Linked DNA regions of Mus musculus: all the other regions are linked to region 7. The links are chromatin contacts, called in public HiCAR-type and promoter capture Hi-C maps. All regions are on one chromosome and are shown on one strand. Each heading gives the region's core, a stretch centred on a gene start, on an enhancer-like site or on the middle of the called end of the contact. The rest is flanking DNA. Distances are from core to core; before and after follow the strand shown. Region 1 holds the start of Dtd2 (D-tyrosyl-tRNA deacylase 2). Region 2 holds the start of Nubpl (nucleotide binding protein-like). Region 3 holds the start of Hectd1 (HECT domain E3 ubiquitin protein ligase 1). Region 4 holds the start of Mbip (MAP3K12 binding inhibitory protein 1). Region 5 holds the start of Scfd1 (Sec1 family domain containing 1). Region 6 holds the start of Strn3 (striatin, calmodulin binding protein 3). Region 7 holds the start of Egln3 (egl-9 family hypoxia-inducible factor 3).

Region 1 (3,517 bases), core at 374-2,873, 2.2 Mb before region 7:
TTGGGGAGAAGGTCTGTGTCAGCTCCCTTGAAGAAACACACATAGATCACCAATCCTCTCCGAATCTGTGAGAAATGACCACAGGAATCTCAGGTTAGGAAGGAGTCTACAGAGACACAGCTCAGTGGGAAGCGCTCCACAGTGTCTACAAGCACTTGGGTTAAAAGCTAAGGAAATAAGGAGAGTCTTGAATTCTAAATAAATTATGAGAAACAAAATAATCCTTGCCAAGTCTTAAGCACCATGCTTATTTACAGTCAAAAGGGGTGAAGATTACAAACCATGCCTGCATTTATTTCTACTGAGCCAGCAGTTTTCAGACAGCCTCCCCCAAATTCTGCCAGGCCCACAGAAAGTTACAGGCTGATTTATTCAACATCAAATGATCCTCCTTTTCCCACATGGGGCTGTTGAATAAGCAACAGTGTTAGTAGTGTCCTCTGATGTTACTTTGTATTTTCCCCTAAGTCATTTAAACAGAGTGGTATTTCTACATGGGGTCTTGTCTTATTTTTACAAATTCCAGGAACTGTTCAGTTGCTTTTTCTGTTACCGTGGTCAATGCCTGAAGAAAACCCAATGATTGGGCTTTGAAAATTACATTTATGATAAGTTCTGTAGGAAAAGGTTGGTTGTTATCAGGAATATACACCTTCTCATTTTACATAATGACTTGAATATTTGTTTACTAGTTCCTGTAAGACAGTCTACAAGAAAATAAACAAGTGATAAATGACTTCGTTGCTACCACTGAGGGAATCGATTGTATGTTAATTTCCTTGGCTCACTTGATTCAGAAGCCACCACAAAGATTAAATGAATTAATAACTGCAAACTGCTTAAAACAGCGCTGAGCTCACAGTAAATACAACCCAGGTGTTTATCAAATGCTACATAAAAATAAATGGGAAGGCAGACACACAGTTATATTTCATGCTTTAACTTCCAAAGCTTTATACATGTTTGAGACTCAATTTAACTGTTAGCGACATTACGTTCAGCTATATCTTTCTGGTTCTAATGGTTTTCTGTGTAAATATAGCTAGCTCTGCACTCATACTTGAATTACCTGGGAAAAGATTTTTGTTTAACTATGTGCACTTGTGTGTCTGTGTACAACGGCAGGTGTCTGTCCCGCCTAGAGGAGGCCATCAGATCCGACCGAGCTGGAGTTACAGGTGGTGGTGAGCAGCCCCGCATTGCGGGATAATGGAATCTAAGGATCTACTGGCGGTGAGATTCCCTGAAAATTCTGAGAAGCGAGATGGCTCACGCTGTTACCTCAACACTTAATATACTAAGGCAGAAAGATCATCCGCAGGCTGAGAGCTGCAGAGCGAACCAGTGGGGCACAGGCCACCACCAGACGCCAAGTCCAAAGAGACAGCTAGGCAGCCCACTAAAGTGGGCAGACGGAAAGGGACAAGCTCTTCATCTCACGAAAGATGACAGGAAGACCGGCACGGTTCCGCGGATAGGGCCGGGCGTTACCTCCACCCACTGCGCCGCGGCGTCTCCATCGGCCGGGCGCACTTGCAGGCGAGCGTGCAGGCACTGCTGCAGGAGCGCACGAGCCTGGGCCACACGACCACCGTCCGCCATGGCGCGGGTCCGCACTGCGCATGCTCGGGTAGGCGCCTCCCACTGCTCGTGGCCCCACCTAAGTGGGCGGGGCCTCCGCCTGGCTCTCCGGAGTCCCGGATGTGGAATTGACCAGCTTTGGAGCTTTGAAGCTTCAGTCTCTTGGAGGGTTTTTGTTTAGAGATCTCTGTCTCTCCTTCTCTCCCTCCTTCTTTAACCTAATCTCATCCTCGAATGCCTCGTTTTTAGTTTTGTTTTTGGAGGTAGGGTCTCATAGAGTCGGGGTTGGTCGCAATAACCACATAGCTGAGGCTGACCTTGAACTGAACTCCTTCTCCCAATTGCAGGAATTACATGTGTGCCCGCCCACAGCCCCACCCCACCCCATCCTGCTCTGCTACCTGCTTCATAGCTTTTGAAGAAATATTTTTCATTTCAGAAAGCTTAGGTTTCCAGGTATTGGAAAGAATGTAAGTCAGAGTTAAATCCATTCTATATTTATTATAAAGACATAACTAGAATGAGATCAATTGATCTCAAAGCAGGCAGAGAGGGAACTTAACCTGTGGGTGGGGGACAGATGCAACTATAGAAGGGAGCACCTAAGATGTGGGACCCCGATTTAGAGCATTTCTCCCTGGAAGGTAAAGCCCCTGGGACGTTCCCCAAGCTTGTTTTCCCTGATCTCTAAAAATACAGCCAGAAAGAAGCTCTTTGTTCACTATAGCCAGCAAAAAGCCTTTTTGTTTCTATACTTTACAACCAGAGATGCCTGCCTTCCTGTGCCGAGGACACGGGAGATAAAAATTCAGAAAGAACTCACTCCTCACTCCTGCCTTGTAAATTTCACCAAGGACACCTGGAAGAGAAGAACTCTCCTCCCAACTCCTTCCAACTCCTCCCAACTCTTCTCAACTCCTCCCAACTCTTCTCAACTCCTCCCAACTCTCCTCCCAACTCCTCCCAATTCCTCAGCTAGCTGTTAAAAGCCCCCTACTGTCACTGCTCAGGGTCAAACTCCCCTGCCCTGCATGGCAGAGGGACTTTGTCCTCAGCTAACTGATAATAAAACCTCTTGCAGTTTGCATCAGGTGTGGTTTTCTCTCGGGTCACTGGGGTGCTGGCCAGCTCATCCCGGGACTTGAGTGGCGGCCCAGCTTCGGTGTCTTACAAAGACTATTGGGAAACACAGAGATTTACATTTTATTTATAACAGTAGCAAAATTACAGTGATAAAGTAGCAATGAAAATCATTTTATAGCTGGGCAGTGGTGGCACACACCTTTGATCCCAGCACTCCAGAGGCAGAGGCAGGCGGATTTCTGAGTTCGAGACCAGTCTGGTCTACAGAGTGAGTTCCAGGACAGCCAGGGATATACAGAGAAACCCTGTCTCAACCCCCTCCCCCCCCCAAAAAAAGGTCATTTTATGGTTGGGGGTTATGACAACCTGAGGAACTGGGTTGCAGCTTTAGCAAAGCTTAGAAACACTGAATTAAAAGTTAGAAATCTTTCAAAATATATCTTGCCCACAGTCTTAGGGTTTTACTGTTATGAACAGACACTGTGACCAAGGCAAGTATTATAAAGGACAACATTTGATTGGGGCTGGCTTACAGGTTCAGAGGTTTGGTCCAGTATCATCAAGATGGGAGTATGGCAGCATCTAGGCAGGCATGGTGCAGGCAGAGCTGAGAGTTCTACATCTTCATCTGAAGGCTGCTAGTGGAAGACTAACTCCCAGGCAGCTGGGATGAGGATCTTAAGCCCACACCCACAGTGACACACCTACTCCAACAAGGTCACACCTCCTAATGGTGCTACTCCCTGGGCCGAGCATACCCAAACCACCACATCCACTCAAAGCAGTGCTGACTCCTATATCAGAAATGCTACAAATCATTCCATAGTTGTGGAAGGGTGTTTATAAGCTATGT
Region 2 (3,165 bases), core at 111-2,610, 2.1 Mb before region 7:
TTGAAAAGAAATCTAAAGCTATTTGAGGACACATGCCACAAAAGAATATGTGAGAGAAGGCAAGCTGAAAGCGGCGAGCCTAGTGTAAGGCAGAGATAAAGGAATGAAACAACAAGGGCCGTAGCTTGAGGGGAGCAAGCAAGAGTCTGGAGGCCGTTTCAGAGCTTACGTCGTGGAATACACTTCACTAGGAATAGTAATCCTTAAGGCAATTCTTTGATGTTGTTATGCCCATAATAAAAATACTAAAATTAAGAATTAGATCAGAGAAAAATAAACTGATTTTGAGTCCTTGATATGATAAATACAAATAAGAAGCAAACGAAGGAAATAAAAACCCTCCCGAGAAAGTCTTATGCAGACTTTTGAAGGCAAACCGTAGCCATACCTCCAGCCATCTTTAAGTGGATCTGGTTTCTGGATAAGTGTGTGAGTTATTGTTCTTAAAGGGATTGCTTTTGCTCTTTCATCTGTCTTGGATATAGTGCTGATTATCTATATGTACACATTCTTACCTCCCTCAAGTAAAATTCTGCTCCCTCCCTCCCTCAAGCTTTTACTCCAATCTCCGTGCAGATGATTGAACCTGGGGCGTCATATATGCTATGCAAATGCTTTACTACTAGCCTAGCCCTTAAGTTCCTTCGCAACTAGGCTTCTTTACTTGTTCTATTTTCTGATTTAGCTAAACTTTTTGGAATCTAGTAAGGGCTTCTCACCTCTCTTTTGTGAACCATTAGCAACAGAAGCATACAAGGCGGTGGGGGGGGGGGGACGGGACGGGACACTAGCTTAGTGCACAGTTGTACTGTAGGTCACACGCAATGTGTGTGTGTGTGTGCGCGCGCGCGTGAACACACACACGTGTAAATATAATAATGTTAACAGTGGCATTGCTGAAATGACCATATACAGTACTATGCAATAAGGAAAACTTAATCCTCAAATTCCAGCTTTTCCCATTTCTGTTAAGATGGGATATCTTATTAAAATTTCCAAATCTCAGTTTTTAGATTAATAACAAGAGAGGAGGATTGGCGACGCAGCTCTTTGGCAGTGTGCTTGCCTAGTGTGAAGGAGGCCCTGAGTTCAGCCCTAGCATAAAGCCACCCTTCAAACATAAAATATATTTTTTTCCTAATAAGTCTTCTTGTTTACTCTGGAAGAATAAACTAAAGTGCTATATGTGAAAAGGCTTTGGGAATATCTGGTTAAACGCTGCAAAAAAATATTTCTAGCTGATGACAAACAGTATTAAATCAAATGGAGTCCCTGAGCTGAAGAAACACCAATCAGGCTCATCTCCAGGAAGGGGACGCCAAGGGTTGCCACGTGACGTCATTTTTCCGCGCCGGACGCCAAGTGCTTCCATCCCGGCCCGAGCAAGAGCCGCGCGCCATGGGGACCTGGCGGCGTTTGCTGCTCTTTGGCGGGGTGTCACTCCGGGGTGGTGGCGCGGCCACTGTCCCGCCCCGGGGGTGCCGAGCTTTGGGTTGTGGGCGCCAGGTGTGTGCCGAGCGCGGGCGGGGTGGTGCCTGCGCGCTCCCGCTAGCGGGTTTGCTACAAGGTGGCTGGGGCTTGTGGTCCCAAACTGTCCCGAGTATGGATGTGTGGCATGCACAGTGCTCTCTTGTTTTGGGGTTATTTAGTGAATAGGTTAAGGAAAAGGCAAATCTGCGGAGGGCTTAACTCGGTAAAAAGTCCACTTCAGGGTTTTTTTTTTTTTTTCTTTTTTTCCATCCTCACTTACACTGGTAGACAAATTTCAGCTTGAACAATTACCTTTGACGTTGAGATTAGCATTTAATAAAGACCACCTAAAGGCTAAGTCTATGGCAATGAACATTATTAGAAAAGAAAGCCCCGTTAAACCCAAACTCTGGGTTGTTTTCTCTTTTACAGCATAGTAATCCAGTGATGAGAATGATTGGTTTAAATCACTTTTTTTTTTTTTTTTTAACTTAAAGTTATTAGGCGCTGAGAGTGAGGCCTTGAAACAAAGAAGAACACAAATCATGTCCCGAGGACTTCCTAAGCAGAAGCCTATAGAAGGTGTTAGAGAAGTCATTGTTGTGGCCTCTGGAAAGGGTGGTGTTGGAAAGTCTACCACCGCAGGTATTGTAAGGTGTCCCTTCCCCTCCTGACTAATGAGTGATGCTCTCAAATGCACTGTAAATGACCACCTTTCAGGCTTCCTATCTGTGATGTTTCTGACATTGGTTCCTTAGAACTAGGATTTGATAACGGCTGGGAGCTGAACTAATAAACATCTGCATTACCAGATTGCCTATTCAGTAGAGCAAAAAGTAGTTAGATTGTCTACCGGTATTATGTTCACTTAACTGGGAATCTCTTTCGAAGGCTGGTATGCAAATTGCACTGACCACTTAGCCCAGTGTATTTGCCATAGAAGCGCCTAGGAATTGGTTGCTGTTACTTTTAAAACATCCAGTAATTGTATACTAAATTATGTCTGTTCTTTTTCACTGTCATTGTACATGTACCTGAATATTTGCAATGAGAACACTTATTACTGTGTTTGTTTTTCATTTAATCACATGATTTATAGCATTTCTAAAGTCACCAAGACTTTCCTGTGCTCAGGTGCATGTGTGTGGAGGGCAGAGGGTAACATTGGGTGTCTTGGTTGTTCTCCACATTTTTTCAAGGGCTGCCTGACTACTAGCTCTCAGGACCTGCCTGTCTCTCCTCTGTTCTATCCAGTGCTGTGGTCACACCCAGGTCCTTGTGCTTGTGTGGCAAGCACTTATTTGGAGCCATCTCCTCTCCGAGTCATCTTGTCTTCACATCCTCTTTAACAGTATACTAGCGATGGGGAATCTTTTTCGTGGCTCTTTTTGGTGATTGTAATTTGTCACTAAGATGGTGTTTTTAGCACCAAAGATTTTCAGTCCTGAAATCGAATCAACACCCAAGACTAAGAGTTATTTTCAAAAGAAATCTTTTTTTCTAAAGAGACTATAAGGAATGATGACGTGAGAAACTTCTTGTAACCCTACCCATTAGAACAGCTTATTGAGCTGTATTGGCAAGTAAATATTATGTATTTTGAAGGTTCTAGTGACAGATAGTTCTGTACAGTTACCCTCATCAGCCCAAGGAGGTTAACTAAAAAAAAGTTTGTATTTAAAATTAGATGATTTA
Region 3 (3,441 bases), core at 484-2,983, 2.4 Mb before region 7:
CACACTCCTTTAATCCCAGCGCTAGGGAGGCAGAGGCAGGCAGATTTCTGAGTTCAAGGCCAGCCTGGTCTACAAAGCTGATTTCCAGTACAGCCAGGGCTATACAGAGAAACTCTGTCTTGAAAAAACAAAAACAAAACAACAAAAAAAAACTTTCCAAACTGCAAAGTATTACTTCAAAAAGTATGCTACATATGCAGCAGTCTACTTCCTGGGCTTAATGCAAAAACCCTCAAGGCAAAACAGTTTAACACTGGAATGAATATATGCTGATTAGGTTGCTAGTTAACTAGAAACCAGAGCTGTCTTGGTCAAACACTATGAAACAAGTTTTGGATCCCAGTACTGTTATCACCAATGTCTGTGCCAAAAGGCAAAAAACATGTACAAAAAAGTTCTTTTACCAGTCAACTTCTTCCTGCAACCTCCCCCCAAACTCCACCAAAAATCGGAGCTTCAGATACGGGTCAGATCCAGTAGTTTTAAAGACCACTTTCCAATCCAATTCTTCTTCGGATTGAATTTCCCTTCTCACGAGTTTTGAATTCTCAAACTTACTCCTAAAATATGCCCAAATACAAACAGTAATTAGATATGAAATCTACCTATGCGGAAGTAAATACTGATAAGAACTTCTGGTAATCTAGGCAAATGTTCTTAAAACTTTTTTTTTTTTGGGGGGGGGGCTTGATGCTAAAGTAAATACAACTAACAGGTTACCACCCCCCCCCAGGCAGACGGACAGACAGGCAGACATTCTTTCTCCCATAGGATGGGGCAGTTAGTTTTTATGTAAAAAATTTTTTGAGAAGTAGTCTAGGCAGGCAAGTCATTACAAAAGCTTCTAGATGCCCGACCAAAGGACAGCGTTGCGTCCCACGCAATCCACCTGCCGGTGTGGGAACCTAGAGGCGGGTCGCGGTGGGCACCCATCGGCCGCGCCCGGCGGGGCTGCCCCATCGTCCTCGGCCTGATCAAGGCCGGAGCCGCGACGCTGACAGCCAACCTGGCTAAGTTAGCTACCTGCCTCCGGGCGGAGGGCGAAGTTCTAGAGAAGCAGCAAACCTGCGAGCTCAAGAGGAAGCCGCCGAGCGGCTGGGGTGCGGGTCTCCCGGAACTCGGAGGCCCAGCGGGACGTCCCCGGTCCCCGCCGGGCGGCTGAGCCTTACCAAGGACAAGGAGCGCGTAGCCGGAGCTCCGAAGCCAACAAGCCAAGCCCCGTAAGGCCCGGAGAGGGGAACAAAGGGCCCGATACGCAGAGGCGACGGCGGAAGACCGACCTCACCGCGCTGGGGTCCAGCTCCGCGCCCGCCGCTGGACTCGGCGGCCCGGATCCTCGCGCAGGCCCAGCCTGCCGACAGCGCCTAGCGCCCCCGCCTACCCTGACCGCAGGCTCTTACCCTGGCTCGCCGTACCAAACAGCTCCGGTCCAGCTCCAAGCAGGCCGCGGGCAGAGCCTGGCCCGGCCGCGGCCCTCGAGTTCCTAGGAAACCGCAGGCCGCGCAGGTCGAGCCAGGCAGGCGGCACAGGAAAAGCCGTGTCTCGTCCCTCCCCTTCCTCCGCGGGGACCCGGTGACAAGGAAGCGAGAGGCTCCCCCGAGCGGCGGCAGCCAGCGCGGGTCCCGACCCCAGCACGCGGCTCCTCAGACCCTGCGGTTCAGAGCCAGGTCCGCGCGGGGCCGTCGGCGGCAGCGGGGAGACGCCGCGTCCATCGCCAGCCGGGCGGGGGCAGGAGAAGGGTCGGCCGAGCGCCGGGCGGGGAGGCTGGTGAAGGCCGCGCCGGCGGAGGCGGAGCGAACGCCTCCCGGCCGCCCTGCCCGCGGCCACCTGGGGCGCTGCGGAGGCCGGACCCCGCGGCACGGGGCGACGACGGGGGGCGCCGGGCTCCTTCGGCGGTCGGCTACGGCTCTCCTCAGCCCGGCCTCCCGGCGCCCGAGTCGCCGCGCTGTCAATCCGCGCGCGCCGCCAGCAGCTGCTCCGCGCACGCTCCGCCCGTCTCGCCCGGCGCGAGCCGCTCCGGAGTCCTGCGGAACGGAGGCCACCGTCTCGCAGGCGCTCGGCGTGCCCGGGTCACCCCCTCCTCCGGACTTTTAAAGCCAGCGGTTTACCAGAACGCTTCCCAGCGAGCCTGGGAACTCGGCGAGCGCTGCGCAGCCGGGCGTTATCGCCTCGGCGCAGATGGGACCAGGACGGCTGCGGGAACTCGTGCCTCCTGCCTGCCCACCGTGGAGTCCCGGGAAGCAGCCAGCATCGAGGACTTCCCACACAGTTGCCTTCGGCTCGTGGTCACTTGTACTTCCGTAGTTATTCCCGTCAAACTTTTATTTCATGGGCGTTGAAAAATCAAATACTAGCCGCTGCTAGTGGAGTCCTCACGTAACCGTGACACTAGAGAACTGGAGGCTGGAGTTCAAGGTCATCCTTGGCTACAAAATGAGGTCGAGACTTGTCTGGGCTACAGGGCGGCGACGGTGGTGATGAAGAAGGAGCAGCCAAGGGAGAGAAAAAGAGGAAGAAAAAGACTCCATACTGAACTCATCCTTTGAACAACAACAACAAAATAGCAGTAGATACCTAATTTTAGGAAAGAACTGTATGCAAAGACCGAGGCTAGTAGTTTTCAACCCTGGCGGCACATTAGAGACACCCGGAAAAGTTTTCATTAGAAGAGTTTTAGATCCACAGCAAATTGAACAGAAAGTACAGAGAATAAGTTATGGCTACCCTGTTCTGTATCATGTGTTCCTGGCCAGGTAGGGCTAAGGACAGAGAGTTCCCACTGATCTCTTTGTTTATGGTTTTGCCCTTTCCAAAATATCGTTTCTAGTTGGAATTATTCACTAACACTCTTTAAGGATCCTCTGTGAGTTTTTATAGCTTGGTAGCTCATTTATTTGGTGTTGTGTTGTGTTTTGTTTTGTTTTGTTGTACTGGATTTTTTTATTTGGTTTTGTTTTTTACTTTTTGTTTTTCTTGTTGTTTTGAAGTGGGTATGCTTATGTAACCCTGGCTGGCCTAAAGTCAATATCCTCCTGCCTCAGCTTCCTGAGTATGCTAACAAGAGGGCTTCCTTCCTGAGTATGCTAACAAGTATGCTAACACCTGGCTTGGGAGCCCATTTAATTCTTACTGCTAAATAATAGTAAGTTGTTTAGATGTAACACAATGTGTTTCTTCATATACAGATGCCTGGAATCTACCTTCACAGACTATGAACGGCTCATGCAGAAATTTCCAAAGTTCCCCAACAGGAAAAATACTTTCTAACAATGTAGCTACCACAGGACTGTGGCCAGAACAAATGAAAAACTCTTCAAACCCAAGAATAAGAAAAAACCTTGCCAGGCAGTGGTGGCGCACACCTTTAATCCCAGCACTTGGGAGGCAGAGGCAGGTGGACTTCTGAGTTGAGGCCATCCTGGACTACAGAGTGAGTTCCAG
Region 4 (3,634 bases), core at 1,085-3,584, 2.1 Mb after region 7:
CTTAACATAGGAACCTGAGATCTCTTTGGTTCCATGGACAATTCATGTCTTGTTTTTTTATTTTTACAGTTCATTATTCTTGCCACAGTCAACTATAGAGCTCTTGGCAGATTTATGTTTGGGGAATAAGCAGGCAAACCTTAAACCAAAGCAAAGCATCACCCTTTCTAGAGAAAATAATTATAGGAAAGAAATCTTAATATTTGGATCATATTCTCATGTCAGTATGGAAGCTTTCAAAGGCAACTGGAGACACTTGATCTTTTATGGAAACCAAACAGTAAGGTGACAAATTAACTTAAAAATGGCCCCCAAATAATCCAATTATTCATTCAGCAAATTCCCCAGTAACATATGGATTCTATGAATTTTTATCCCATAATCCTTGGGACAGTAATCAGGCGTTCAAATTTTTCTATTAACACACTATTAACACTGACTACTCAGTCATGTATGTTCAGTAGAAACACATTAGTTGCATTTGAAGGAAAAATGCTTTTTAACAATTCAGTTTTACACTTTCTATCGAAAAGCGCTAATAATTCAATGATATTTAAGGTGAACTTAGACATATTACAATTTACATCTTAAAAGTCCCTTTAATTTGTTGCGAAAGGACACATTCCGCAGGGGCAACTTTATAAGTGTGGATGGCTTTCATCCTTAATCACGCATCTCAAAATACATATTACTAAAATAGCATTTAATTAATTTTTTAAAAAATCTTATATTTGACACTTGTTAAAGGACCCTTTACTGTTACAAAAACTTCATTTTCTCTACACATTTTTGGCAAGTGGCATAAGTTAAGTTTAATCATTTTTCCATTTGAACCTTTGAGATAAATTTATATAATTAAAAAACTCAGTATGCAAAATTTAGATATTTTATAATTCAAATAATTTATCAATGTAAATTATTTTGCAATTTCTAAGCATAATATTTGAGAAGATTTTTCTCATCTTGACATTAGAAATATAAATGAATAAATCTTTAAGTTCCAAATCCACGCCAAAAAGTTCTCTAACTTTTAAACTATTTAAAGATCTGAGATGTTACTACTGAAATATTAATAAGGAAAGTGCTTAAGACTTTGTAAGAATTTTTTTCCTAATTGCTTATCAAGCAACTGAGTTTAATTTTTTTTAACTTTTCGAAGTCCAGTAACACCAAACAGAATGTACAACTCAAGTAGTTTGCCAGTCAGAATAAACTTACTAAGGTTTTCCAACTAAGGATTTTAAAAATAATCCTCACAAATCAGGTAAATGTCCTATTCTCACTGGTGGTACCACTGCCCTTGACATAAATGTGTGCTGTGTCCATTTCAAGCACTATAACCAGTCCCCAAACAAATTAGGAAACATGTTTGACACAAAACTCTTCTAAAAGCAGGCAAACATACTTTTGTTCCTTATTTAAACATTGCCTCATTTACATCACGACTATCTAGTAAAGTGTAACCTAGTTTTTAAAATCCAGGTTTACTGTGACATTTTCTGTAAAGAGCAATTAGCTAAGCTACACGACAGTCGTAATGTAGTTAGAAGTGGCCACACATAACTCATCCAACAATTCACACTAAAATTTAGGTATACTACAAATGAAATTGTGGAAATCCTTATATATCCCTCCCCGTTTAAAAGAGTAAGAGATGCAATAAATGGCAAGAGAAACAAAAAACAGAAAAACAAACAAATAAACAAAAAACCCCAGAGTAAATCACCCCCCAAGGAGTGGGGATGGCGCTAGGAAAAGTTTCAGGCCATATTAACCAGTGAGTTTCTGCGATAAATACACTGGAGGCAAAAGGACCGTGATCGCCAGGAACCTCCTTCACCCTCATCACCTTTTAGGCATCTTTTGGGCAAGCTTTCGTCGCCAGGACCCCAGTTTTCTCCAGACCTTGGCCATCAAGCGTGCCGCTGGCATCTCCCGGTCCCAGGAGCTGGGCCCAGGGTCTTCCGGGTGTCACAGCCCGGCCACGGCACACCAGCGGCACACACCGTGCCAGCGGGGCTCCGCGACCCCCGCCTCCGAGAGAACTAAGGGGACAAGGACCGGGATGCTCTCCCTCCCCACCCACCCCTTCCCCGCCGCACCCCCACTTACCTGTCTTGTCAGGGTGTGCAAGGAGCGAAAGACTTCGCAGAGGACCTCGCGGGTGAGGAGGGGGCTGGAGCATTGCTCCAGGCTCCTCTCGCTGCCGCTTGAGGAACTAAGCTCCGCAGCAGCAGCCATGACACCTTCAAAGCAGCCCCCCAACCACCGCGAACAGCGCTCACCCCACCCCTCCCTCGCGGACTTCGTCGCACTGAGATGACGTAAAACTAGAGCGTCTCACTTAGAGCTTGAGGATAGGCCCCACCCTCTGTGTGTGACAGACACACAGGAAGACCAATCAAGAGCAAGGATAGCTGTGCTCCGAGGGAACTTGTGTATGTGAAGCTGGACCTTCTGTCTGGTGGTGTTTTCTGTGGTCCACCTTGGTTTAGAAACCTACTTGGCTCTTAGATGCTCCCTGTGAATGTTGGCAGAGCCTTACTCTTAAGTGTTAGAATTTGAGTCCCGCTATTAAAATTTAAAATGTTAACAGTCGAGTTGTCTTGGAAAAAGATTGCGGGTTAGTGATGGAGCAGTGCTTTACAATTTTCTAATTACTAGAAACTTGACCCAGGATGATCGTTACTGGATAGAACATTTTCATCTCTATAAGACTGTTTGATATGAGGAATTTAAAAAGAACACAAGGGCTACATTATGCTTCTTTTTCCTACCATAGAACGACATTGATGACTACACCTGCAAAATAGTTTATGTCAAAGTTCTGACATGCAACGGGTTCTCAGTGCAATCACTGGACACTTGACCTTAAAATTGTTTCAATATAAATCCAATAGAAATATAAACCAGCCGGGCAGTGGTGGCGCACGCCTTTAATCCTAGCACTTGGGAGGCAGAGGCAGGCGGATTTCGAGGCCAGCCTTGTCTACAGAGTGAGTTCCAGGACAGCCAGGGCTACACAGAGAAACCCTGCCTCAAAACAAAACAACAAGAAAGAAAAGGAAGAAAGAAAGAAAGAAAGAAAGAAAGAAAGAAAGAAAGAAAGAAAGAAAGAAAGAAAGAAGGAAAGAAAGAAAGAAAAGACCAATTTATTCCATGTAACCACACTCTTTAAAATTAGGATATAAAACTAAATCGACTCTTGTTGGGTATTATTAGATAGCTTTATTTTAGCGAAAAAAGTTATAATTTTATAATGTAGAGTTCTATTAATTTTTTTTTCCTTTGAGACAGGGTTTCTCTGTATAACCCTGGCTGTCCTGGAACTCACTCTGTAGACCAAGCTGGCCTCAAACTCAGAAATCTGCCTGCCTCTGCCTCCCGGATGCTGGGATTAAAGGCATGCTCCACCATGCCTGGCTCTATTAAATTTTTAAAACAAGCTTAAAAGATAAAGGACAAAAGAATTAAAACTCTGGCGGCAGTGGCTCAGGCCTTTAATCCCAAAGCACTAGGGAGGTAGAGGCAGGTAAATCCCTTATGAGGCCAGCCTGGTCTACAAAGTGAGTTCCAGGACAGCAAGGGCTACACAAAGAAACCAAAGCTCGAAAAGCAAGCAGGCAAGCAAGCA
Region 5 (3,327 bases), core at 447-2,946, 2.8 Mb before region 7:
CAGAAGCCAAGGCCACTAGTCCAGGGTGGCACTGCACACGGGCTGGGCCCTTCCCATTCGCCACTAATTAAGAAAATGCCTTTCAGGGTTGCTTACTTCCTGGTTTCATGGAGCCATTTTCTCAGTTGAAGTGTTCTCTGCTTGCATGTCTCTAGCTGTGTCAGGCATCTAATAAGGATGGGGTGGTCTTTTAGTGCAGATGTGTTTCTTTTCCTTTTTATTAGTATGTAATTGTTTAAAACAGGCTGTCACGACACATGCATACATGTGTGTAATGAGCTTTGGTCATACTCCCCTTCTTGCCTCATACTGAACCCCTTCCCTATTTCCAGGATTGTCTTAAACAAGTAGTCCATTTACGAGGCTGATGTTATTAAAGTGGGTAAGATCCAAAATCTTTACTCTTCTTGTCTGAGAGCTCCTTGAACTCAAGAAACAAACTGTTTTTAGCAAATTTTCTAAGATAAAACTATCCCTTGATGTTCAATTATTTAAACCAAAAAATCTGGAGTTAAACAGCTACAATAAATCTAACTCTGAAGTCATGATTTTTATTCTTATAATCAACATTAATATCATTCTTGGTCGTAGCTTTGCAGGACTGTTCTATATAGTTACTCTTCTAATGAATATATATATCTTTATGTTTACTCCCCACATTACACCATTGGACAGAAACATGCACACTGTATAAATGTCTTAGTATTTTATGATAATGTGCCTTATAGTCTTGGAAGGAGTTAGTATGGAACTTAAATGGTCAAATGACAAATTTGTACTTAAAAGTGGGGATTCTCAGGTGAGTAAGATTAAACTCACTGGAAGGTGGGAAAGCCATTCTGCTCAAGAGTCCATGGACACCAGAATTGAGATACTTCCCCTAGGGCACAAACTGGTAGTTATAGATAACCTGTTGTAACTTTATAAAAATAGGTATCTACATCTGTCAAATGTGTTTTTATTGTAAAAAAAATGCAATCTTGATTTTAAAAAATAAGATAAATTATTTGTATAATTTTGAAAGCCAAATTTTTGAAAGTATGATTTCATTTCAGAATCTGACTGCCTGAGAATTAATCCATAATGCAGTGTCATCGGTGGGTTCATTGATTGGTAATAAGTTGTCATTGTATATATTTTTGACATTAATAAAATCTATTATGAAAATGGTCGATGTGAGATTTATTTCATAATCACAGGGCTCTAAATGTACCAAACCTGGCTGTGATCATCCGGATTCTGCTCACAATCATTTGTTTTTTTAATTTGCACTACTGAGAGGAAATTCTGCCATTTGGCTTTTCTGTGATTTTATACCCTAGCAGGCCAAAGCCCTTTCCTGAAGAAATCAAACGGAATAAATTACCACGCTTGTAGTTTCCCCCCCCCCTCCCCCCCCAGAGGAAAGAGGGAAGGGACACTACTGTTATGGAAATCAAGAAAACGCAATTTCTGGCGTCTCATTTGGCCTTGTAAATTTTTATGAGGATTTAAACTTGATGAGAAGTGCACTATCAATTAGATTGTAAGCGCTCCACCACGCCCATGCCCTGAGAAGCGGTTTAAGAGTAGCGACCTCGGGAGGTTCGCCCCGATTAGTTAGAAACGCTGCTGGGAAATCTGCAAACACCAATGTCTGTGAGGAAAGGCGAGGGCTGGGACCGGGGAGGCGGGCCGGCTGCCGCCATAGCCCGCCTCCTGGTTCTGCTTCCGGCGCGGGAGGTAGGGCCACGTCATCTTCGGGCTCCCAGTGCCAGCCGGGCAGTGGATGGTGGGAAGCAAGATGGCGGCCACGGCCAGCATTCGGGAGAGGCAAACAGGTACTCGGTATTTCCTTCTCTGCAGTGTGTGCCTCAGCAGCGGCCTGTCATCATCTCTGGGTTGTTCGTACAGCTCGGAGTTGAGCTTTGAGAGCTGCTCCGTTTTGAGGTTGTGGGGAAGAGATGCCTGTAAGCTTCACAGCCTTTACCACAGGCTGCTTGCTACAGTGCTAGCTACTTATTTTTTAATTGCCGAGTTTTAGAAGGCCATCAGGGCAAGGACCAGCAGCTGGTGTTTTCTTTCCTGTCTTGTCACTTAACGAGGTCTATAGGTTTGTGTTCGTATTTCAAGTCTCCCAGGTCGGTTTGGTTTTCACTTTCAGTTTTAGGGTTTTTTTTAAAAAAACCTGTTTTTGACACTTGAGCCATGATTACAAAATCTAAGTATTCTTTTCCGAGCACCTTACTTTATGCCATCATCTTTGGACCCTTTGGGAGAAGCTGATGGAAAATGCCAGGTGATAAAGCTGGAAGAGACTTCGGAATGTCAAATCAAATTAACAGCGTCCTCTTTCAGTTGTTCCACAGATAATAATCTTAAAATATAGAACAGTTGTATCTTAAGTAGAGCATATTTGTACACCCATTTATAAAGTAAAAATTTAAAGATACATATTTCTTCCCTTGGTTTTAGTTTAGTTTTTTTTTTTTTTTTACATGTGAGATACACCTGATTTTCCTTATTTTCAGTAAACTCTAGAAACTTAATGTATGTATATTGGCCCCAGAATAATTACCTATACGTATATCATATATAATGTGATATGTATAAATCAGAACTGACTTACATATACTACTTATCTAGTAACTCCCAAAGAGAATAGAAATCGTCCATAAGCGATAAAGAACTTTAATTCTCTTGAACCTATGCTTATTTGTATGAAAAACAATTGGTTACAAGCAATACAACATAGCAATAGAATTTGAACTGTGCCTGATTCCTTCCCTTGTGTTAAAAAAAAAAAAAGATAGATTTGAATGTAGCATACTTAACAGAAAACATACTGAGTTCTACATTTCTCAGTAGGTAATTTAGTAAAACGGTAAAGCATAACTTAAAATATGGTAAGCAAATATTATTTGAGAATGCTTGATAATTAATTTTATTTGCAAGCAAACAGAAGCCCAAGTTCTCTTAGAAGTTTGGGTATAATATCTTTTTCTTTGTTTGTTTGTTTGTTTGTTTGTTATTTTTTTCTTCCGAGACAGTGTTTCTCTGTGTAGCCATGGCTGTCCTGGAACCCACTCTGTAGACAAGGCTGGCCTCGAACTCAGAAATCCGCCTGCCTCTGCCTCCCGAGTGCTGGGATTAAAGGTGTGCGCCACCATTGCCCGGCCTGGGTCCAATATCTTAATAAAACTAAATGAATTGGATTTTACTACCCATCAGTAAAACTGTCCTGATGAAAGGAAACCTTTTAAAAGTTGAATTTATGCAACAGTACATCTTTAATATTCGGACATTGTAAAACACTAAATGTTTTGTCTTTTGGTGAAAATAAACTTC
Region 6 (3,308 bases), core at 404-2,903, 2.5 Mb before region 7:
TTACTATTCGACACCAAACTGAAGACTCATATTTATTTGAGGATACCTTTTCTACATTCATTAATCACGCTGTTGTTTCAACATTATTTCTCACCAAAGTTATTGTGTGTGTGTGTGTATAATAACGAACAATATTGCTTATGTCGAAATTTATAAGTCTGAAAAACAGGTGCAACGCTTAATTAGATACACGCTTTTTTTCTTCTAAGCTTAAATTAAACCCTGGAAAGGAACTTAAAACTAAACGCAGTCATCCTCCAGCTTGAATAATCCTTTCAAACAGATGCAGCAATTTTAAAAATTCAAGGCATGAACCCGCAACTGTCACCTTCCAAAAGTTAGGATAACCCAAGTCTGTCAGAGGATCACATTAAGTGGACATTTAACTCCGTTTTAGCTTGTACTAAGCGATAAGTACGGTCTACTTCAAATTAAGACCAATTCTTTCCGCAGACATTTCCTAAATACTGTACTGACAGCCCAGCTTTGCTTTGCATCAGTAAAAACATGAATATAGTAGGGAACTCTAGAGAAGCCGACTCAAGAGAGAAATATTCAGTTAAAGTGTTGATGAATCAGTAAGCGCTAAAGGAAATCCAAGTGAGTAGAGCGGCATCGCAGGTACTTAAAGGAGTTGAGGATGGGAAGGCAAACTTGTCCGGCCGGCCGCGAGCCATTGTGCGCGGCGGTAGCCCGAAGCGGCGTGGCTGTCAAGGGGCAAGTGCGTACCGAGGCGCGGGGGAGGGGGCAGGACGCCACATCGGAAGGGGGTGCAGGAGCCAGGAGGCAAAGACGCTCATCCCAGGCCCTCTCCGCGTGGCCTCACCCTCAAGGGGACCCACAAGCGCAAACTCAGTGCCTAGCGGGCCCACGCCAGACTCTCGCCCAGAGGCGCTGGGCCCAAACCCCGGAGGCCCAGGAGAGGTGGCTCCGGAGGAGCCCTGCGGACGCCATGCTAAAAGCCAAAATGGCTGCCCCAAGGATGCCCGCAGCGCGCCGCCCGTGAGGAGGGAGCCGGGCGCGCCGTCACCGCTCGCCGGCCGGAGCGGCTCAGGTAGGTCCCCTCCGCCCTTGAGGGCACGGGCCTCAGCCCCGGCCCCACCCCCGCGGCCCGTGGCCCCGGCCCCAGCTCGCAGTCGAGAGGGGTGACGGGTGACGTACCTGCAGCTCGGCCCGCTCCACCTCCCAGTGCGCCCGCTCCATCTCGAAGCGAGCCCACTCGTGCTGGATGTAGTGTAGGATCCCCGGGATCGTGTACTGTTGCGGCCGGGACAGCTCCGGGCCTGCCGGGGGCCCCGCCGCCTCGGCGGCCGGAGGACCCCCGCCGCCCGGCGCTCCGTTCGCTCCCGGCGGCAGGCTCAGGTTCCCCCCGGGTCCCTGCTGCGGCCGGGGAGGGGCTGCCATCCCCTGGCCGCCGCCGCCGCCTCCGGCCAGCTCGTCCATTGTGTGTGGGGCCCCGGCCGGGGCGCAGTGCCAGACGCCGACAGCTGCGGGGAGGGCCGGGACGGTGGCCCCGCGCCGACCGCAGGGCGGGGGGCCGGCCGGGAGACGGCCGGGGAGGGGGTCGTTGCCGTGTGCTTGCCGCGGATCAGAGCAGGGAGCTGCCGGCCGCCGCCATTACGGTACCTCCTCCATCTGCCCGTCTCACTCACTCACTTTGGGGGAGAGGGGGGCCGCGGCGGGAGGAGGAGGAGGGACGGAGGAGGAGGAGGAGGGACGGAGGGCCGCCGCTCGCGCACGGCACGCTGGGTAGAGAACGCCGCTGCAAGCCGCACTCCGGAGAGCCAAAAAGAGTCCGGCCTCACCCCACGCAGGCGCACTGAGGATGGACCGCTCTTCGGGAGGCGGGGAAAGGCCTGGGCCCCGCCCCAACTCGGGCGCCGGGCCCCAGCTTTTCTACGCCTGTGGAATCTGGATGCTGCCTTGACTTTGGGGAAGCGCGTGGGCGTCGGGCTTCCGGGTCGTTTTCCTCACGCACGTATCCTTAGGGGCAGCGTGGGTCTCAGCTGAGGGCCTGGGCTCTGGAGCTGCGTGCAAGGCGTCCTCCGTACTGCCCTGGAATTCCTGACGTTTCTCTAGAATTCCTGGCGTGTTTTGCTCAGTCCCAGAGGGTCGGGCCTCTTTTCTGCCTGTCACTCACTTGACCTCTGGTTTCGTGGCACCAGTCAGTCTGCAGGATTCTGGAGACGTCTACGTTTGGCAAATAGCCCAGATTCTTCCGGACTTTCTCACTGGCTCCTGGGCTTCGTCGCAACCTGCTTCTTTGGTCCCACTTCGGTGCTCCTGGCCGCCCGTTGTAACTTCTTAAGTCTTTATTATTCTGAGATTCTCTGTGTTTGAGCTATTGCTTTTTTTTTTTTTTTTTTTTTTTTTTTTTTTTTTTTCCTGAAGAAGTTGTGATATCTTGAATTCTTGAGAATAGTGGGTTGGATGGCAAACGATAACTTTCAAAGAGACTGATGTTTAGAAGTCAATGAACGCAGATATTGTCATTAGTGGCAGAAATTTTGATCGAAACAAAATGAAAGTATTGTAAATAGAACTTAAGATGAACTAAATCAACACAACGATATCTTTCTTCATCATTAAATGGTTTTAGAATGAAATACTACATACACAAAGGGTCAGTTTTTAGGTGCTATAGTGTGCATTTTTCTGTAAGTTCTTTTTTTGGTTTTTTCGAGACAGGGTTTCTCTGTATAGCCCTGGCTGAACTGGAACTCACTTTGTAGACCAGGCTGGCCTCGAACTCAGAAATCCGCCTGCCTCTGCCACCCGAGTGCTGGGATGAGAGGCGTGCCACCACGCCCGGCTTTCTGTAAGTTGAGGTAACAGCCTGGCTACCGGGCTTGGTGAACCATGTCTTTAATCCCAGCACTCGGGAGGCAGAGGTAGACAACCTGATCTCTGGGTTTCGTTTCAGACCAGCTTGGTCTGCAGAGTTCCCAGACAGCCAGGACAACAGAGAAACCCTGTCTGGAAAAGCCAAAAAAGGAAAGAAGAAGAAGGAAAAAAAAAACAAAAAACCTAATAACCTATGTAACAGCAAATGAAAAGAAAAATACACAGTACTTACAGCTATACAAGAAATAGTATATAAAATTGGTTATGTTTTTAAACTTTTATTTTCACTCTGAAAGCCTATTCAAATTTTCACATTGGAGCATATAAGTGACTTCATATAACTTCAGAGAGAAAAAGAAATACATTTTATTTTGTCATGTCTGCTGTGTTATAAAGAACTAATTCGATCTGTTACACTTATTACCATATTTATGAAATGTAGTCTTTAGTAAATGAAGAAATGA
Region 7 (3,349 bases), core at 421-2,920:
AAGTATTACTAAAGAGCGGCACATGGTTCAGTGCCCACAATTCCTCTGCTGCTAGCATGCTCTACCTTGCTGGACTTCAAATGAAGTTTTCATGACTCTAAGAGTCCCTTGTCCCGCAGCTACACGGGGGCAATTCTCTCTGAATTGCTCCTGGAGAGAGAGTTTGACTATCCTTATAGGAAGAAATGGCCAGGAGCAAGACTAACCCAAAGTGATGTTACAGGCACCAGCTCCTCCACCTCCCATTGGTCTACCGGCCTGCCAATCTACCTGTAAACATTTTCAAGATAAATCATCACCACCCACTGCCCCCATTACGGGCTATGAGAACAACAAAAACAAGGTTTCTACCCAGAGGTACCTCACCACTCTCTTCATGGACCTTATCAGGTTGTTTGAGTGGATTTTGCCATGAGTTTATAGGAAAAGAAAGGCGATGGCGTGGGGCTCAGCACTTGGGCTGAGGGGTCTATGAGAATTCTGAGCCCCAGGGCTCAAAGGCTGCAGCAGAAGTGGAGGACTTAACCTTGTCATACCGAACTCTTCCCTCCCACCCTACCTAACTCTACAAGCCAACTAACACAAGGCAAAAATTAGACTTGCCTCTAGTAGAGTTAAGAGTGCCTCTGGCTACTGTGAAGGGCAGTACCGGGTGGCTTTAAAGGAGGCACTTCGGATCATGGACATGCGTGTCGCAGTGTTTCCAATATCTTTTCCCTCCACCAGCCAGTTGTCCTTGCGGTCATCACCAAAACCAGGGCAATTCTTTCAGAGTCAGCAGAAGCTCATCATCACGAGACACCTGAGCCCCTTAACGTGGACTTTTGCTTAAGGGGTTAGGCCAGGAGGTGGAGGGGACGCAAGTAGGGCAGATAGGCAAGCTGACTTCTTGGTTAAAAACCAAAGTTCGCTGCACCCCAGCGAAGGCGACACAACACTCCGAATGAAGGCTTCCCGTCCCCTGCAGCGCAGCTGCGGCTGGGCACCCGCACGCATCCTACCTTGGACCGCTCCTTGACATAGTATTTGCCCAGCCGGCTCCCGCAGTACAGGACCAGCCGGTCGATGAGGGACAGGAGGAAGTTGATGGCCTCGCAGCCCTCCTCGTTGCCCCCGATCCACGTGATCTGGTCGCCTCGCAGGTGCCGCTTGGAGACGCCGGCGCACGGCCCGGCCAGCTGGCCGTCACGCAGGGCCCCGTTGTAGTGCAGCTGCTTGACTCGCTCCAGCACGCAGTCGCCCACCACCTCGCCTAGGAAGTTGTCCAGGTAGCAGAAGCCGACCTCGTGCAGACAGGGCACGATGTACTCCAGGGCGATCTTCTCCAGATCCAGCCTCATGATGTGTCCCAGAGGCATCTCGCCCACAGAGCCGAGGCCGGGGACCCCCAGGGTGCACGCACCCAGGGCTTTCCCAGCGCGAGCGCACAGCGAAGATGCGGAGAGCCGGGCCGGGGACTCTCCCACCTGCGGTGGTCACAGTCCCCGAGCCACTTTAGCTCCAGAGGCGGGGAAAGTTGCTCGAAACTCTGAAGAGAAGGGATCCCGGCTCTGGGACCGGCGGGAGCAGTGTAGGGCTCCGCCACCCAGCGCCGGACTGGCCCAGTGAGAAGTCGGAGGGCCCTTTTTGGAGATGCAGAGCCACCGCCGCGGCGGCCGTGGCCGGGGGAGGAACGAGAGAAAGCACCGCCTTGACCCCAACGTCATGGTCCCGCCCCCGGGACTGCCCTCCTCCGGGCTCTTCCTCTTGGACTGGTGCTGCGGAGCATCTGGGTGAGCTCCACTCTAGCTAACCTGTGTGTGACCCAAGAAAGGGCTGGATTTTTTTTTTTTAATGCTCTCGATTTGCATATTGATTTGCGTTAAATCCCCTAACAAACTTGAAAACCTGGATCTCACGTCTGAGATGCACATGAACAGTTTATTGCCACTTTCTGGGCTAGTCACCTCTCTGGTGACTATATTTCTTAAACATTAAGGTTTAAGCTCTACCTAGTGTCTTTCCTTCTTTCCTCTTCTGTTTGATTCGGGTCTGGCTGTTCCAACCCCTGTGAGAGAGAGAGGTGAATTTAATTTTAACCAAAACTGACTGATTCATTAACAAACATTCCCCTTGACCTCCCCCCACCCTGTGTGCCAGGCTGGTGTGTATCCCCTGAGAAGGGAGTGGAGGACAGAGAGATAGGGAGGCGCCCCGGGAAGGGAGAGCACTGCCAAATCCTGCAAATTTTTGTATTTTGTCCTGCGGGAGATGTTCATGCACCATTTATACTCAAGCTTTTTACTAAAAGGTTCTGAAATTCTCTCTCAAAATCACTCGCACTCTCCCCAAAAGATACACTGTGTTCCAGGTCTCTCTGGCTTCTACTACATGCAACTTGCACTAGAGCCCTAGGCCCTACCCAAAAGGCTTAATTATCTACTGTAAGGTGGTCTCTATACAGATTTCTGATGCCCTTTCCTTCCAAATGAGAGAGAGAGAAACAGAGACATCTAAGACAGAGGGAAAGAGAGACAAACACAGAGAGACAGAGAGACAGAGAGTCAGTTCACATCTTTGCACATTTAGATTTTCAGTTAAGTCAAATGAAAAACTGCACCGATTTTTCAAGCATCACTAATTTTGGACATAAAGTCCTTTTTGCTTTTATTCTCTTCCCAATAGCCCCTCTGCTCACCTTCTCTGAGGGGAGAAGTGGGGGTGCAGTTCATGTGAAGGAGAGGCAGAGGAGGAGAGAGTGCTGACAGACTGGGAAGAAGGCTGTATTGTAGTCAGTGAGGGCAAACAGGGCCTTGGGGAGTGGCAGTCAACCAGAGAGGGTGTAAGCAGCTTTGAAGAAACCTAACTAGCTCCATGGAGAACAGGGACCCTGTTAATGGCCTTGCTCAGTTGGCCTCTTCCATATGTCTGTCCAGGAGAAGGTGTATTTCCTTAGGGTAAAGGCTCAACTTCAAGAAGCTGTTGTCCAAAAGCCCATAGCAGCACTGGGGTGACAGGAGCCCATGTCCTTGAAACACTGATGCCAGCACATGATAGATGGTTGGAAAACAGTCTCCTGAGACACTGACATCTGAACCTGGGCCCTGCAATCACCAGCTGGGGTTTTAGACAGGAAGCCAGCAGGACAGGACCTTTTGCAAGCAGTACTGAGGAGCCTCCCAGGGTATCTAGAGCAAGACCTCAGCGGCCACTGGAGGGGGACAGTGAGAACTTCTGCAGAACAGCTGTCCTGTCCCATCCCAGTAAAGGCAAACAAAGCAAAGGCTGGAGAGTAATTTATCTTCATTGGGGATAGAATGGAAATGAGTTCCAAACAGGAGGAAAGGCCATCTTCCCACTGTTATCTGAG

What was found. Promoter capture Hi-C pulls out the DNA fragments that hold promoters and counts their contacts. HiCAR-type assays count read pairs that join an accessible place to other places.
Region 1: a contact with region 7 is called in a promoter capture Hi-C map of liver, with 3 times the contacts expected there. The contact joins the promoter of Dtd2 here to the promoter of Egln3 in region 7. A contact is called at or near these places in 8 of 39 promoter capture datasets (the 3T3-L1 cell line, embryonic stem cells, hippocampal neurons and 3 more) and 1 of 115 datasets of contacts at active chromatin or transcription factors (astrocytes).
Region 2: a HiCAR-type map of astrocytes shows a contact between it and region 7, with 3 times the contacts expected there. The contact joins the promoter of Nubpl here to the promoter of Egln3 in region 7. A contact is called at or near these places in 2 of 39 promoter capture datasets (hippocampal neurons and liver) and 1 of 115 datasets of contacts at active chromatin or transcription factors (astrocytes).
Region 3: a contact with region 7 is called in a promoter capture Hi-C map of liver, with 6 times the contacts expected there. The contact joins the promoter of Hectd1 here to the promoter of Egln3 in region 7. A contact is called at or near these places in 3 of 39 promoter capture datasets (hippocampal neurons, liver and pre-B cells).
Region 4: a promoter capture Hi-C map of pre-B cells shows a contact between it and region 7, with 5 times the contacts expected there. The contact joins the promoter of Mbip here to the promoter of Egln3 in region 7. A contact is called at or near these places in 2 of 39 promoter capture datasets (liver and pre-B cells).
Region 5: a contact with region 7 is called in a promoter capture Hi-C map of pre-B cells. The contact joins the promoter of Scfd1 here to the promoter of Egln3 in region 7. A contact is called at or near these places in 2 of 39 promoter capture datasets (liver and pre-B cells).
Region 6: a promoter capture Hi-C map of pre-B cells shows a contact between it and region 7. The contact joins the promoter of Strn3 here to the promoter of Egln3 in region 7. A contact is called at or near these places in 4 of 39 promoter capture datasets (the 3T3-L1 cell line, hippocampal neurons, liver and 1 more).

The regions. Positions count from the first base shown.
Region 1 is chr12:52,004,884-52,008,400 of GRCm38.p6, forward strand. It overlaps Dtd2 (D-tyrosyl-tRNA deacylase 2), which reads right to left and starts at 1,624. Exons shown (of 3, transcript NM_029545.3): 1 at 1,492-1,624; 2 at 1-65. The coding sequence starts at 1,602.
Region 2 is chr12:52,096,386-52,099,550 of GRCm38.p6, forward strand. Nubpl (nucleotide binding protein-like) reads left to right here and starts at 1,361. Exons shown (of 11, transcript NM_029760.2): 1 at 1,361-1,506; 2 at 1,968-2,115. The coding sequence starts at 1,399.
Region 3 is chr12:51,827,803-51,831,243 of GRCm38.p6, forward strand. Hectd1 (HECT domain E3 ubiquitin protein ligase 1) reads right to left here and starts at 1,734. Exons shown (of 43, transcript NM_144788.2): 1 at 1,401-1,734. Gm5785 reads left to right here and starts at 383. Exons shown (of 4, transcript XM_011244243.2): 1 at 383-466; 2 at 1,053-1,427; 3 at 1,488-2,753; 4 at 3,186-3,441. The coding sequence starts at 383. The coding sequence ends at 2,339.
Region 4 is chr12:56,343,560-56,347,193 of GRCm38.p6, forward strand. It overlaps Mbip (MAP3K12 binding inhibitory protein 1), which reads right to left and starts at 2,335. Exons shown (of 9, transcript NM_145442.2): 1 at 2,113-2,335. The coding sequence starts at 2,241.
Region 5 is chr12:51,375,817-51,379,143 of GRCm38.p6, forward strand. It overlaps Scfd1 (Sec1 family domain containing 1), which reads left to right and starts at 1,697. Exons shown (of 25, transcript NM_029825.3): 1 at 1,697-1,820. The coding sequence starts at 1,769. It overlaps G2e3 (G2/M-phase specific E3 ubiquitin ligase), which reads left to right. Exons shown (of 15, transcript NM_001015099.2): 15 at 1-1,170.
Region 6 is chr12:51,690,261-51,693,568 of GRCm38.p6, forward strand. It overlaps Strn3 (striatin, calmodulin binding protein 3), which reads right to left and starts at 1,654. Exons shown (of 18, transcript NM_052973.2): 1 at 1,162-1,654. The coding sequence starts at 1,443. Ap4s1 (adaptor-related protein complex AP-4, sigma 1) reads left to right here and starts at 706. Exons shown (of 6, transcript NM_021710.4): 1 at 706-1,054.
Region 7 is chr12:54,202,204-54,205,552 of GRCm38.p6, forward strand. It overlaps Egln3 (egl-9 family hypoxia-inducible factor 3), which reads right to left and starts at 1,671. Exons shown (of 5, transcript NM_028133.2): 1 at 1,002-1,671. The coding sequence starts at 1,358.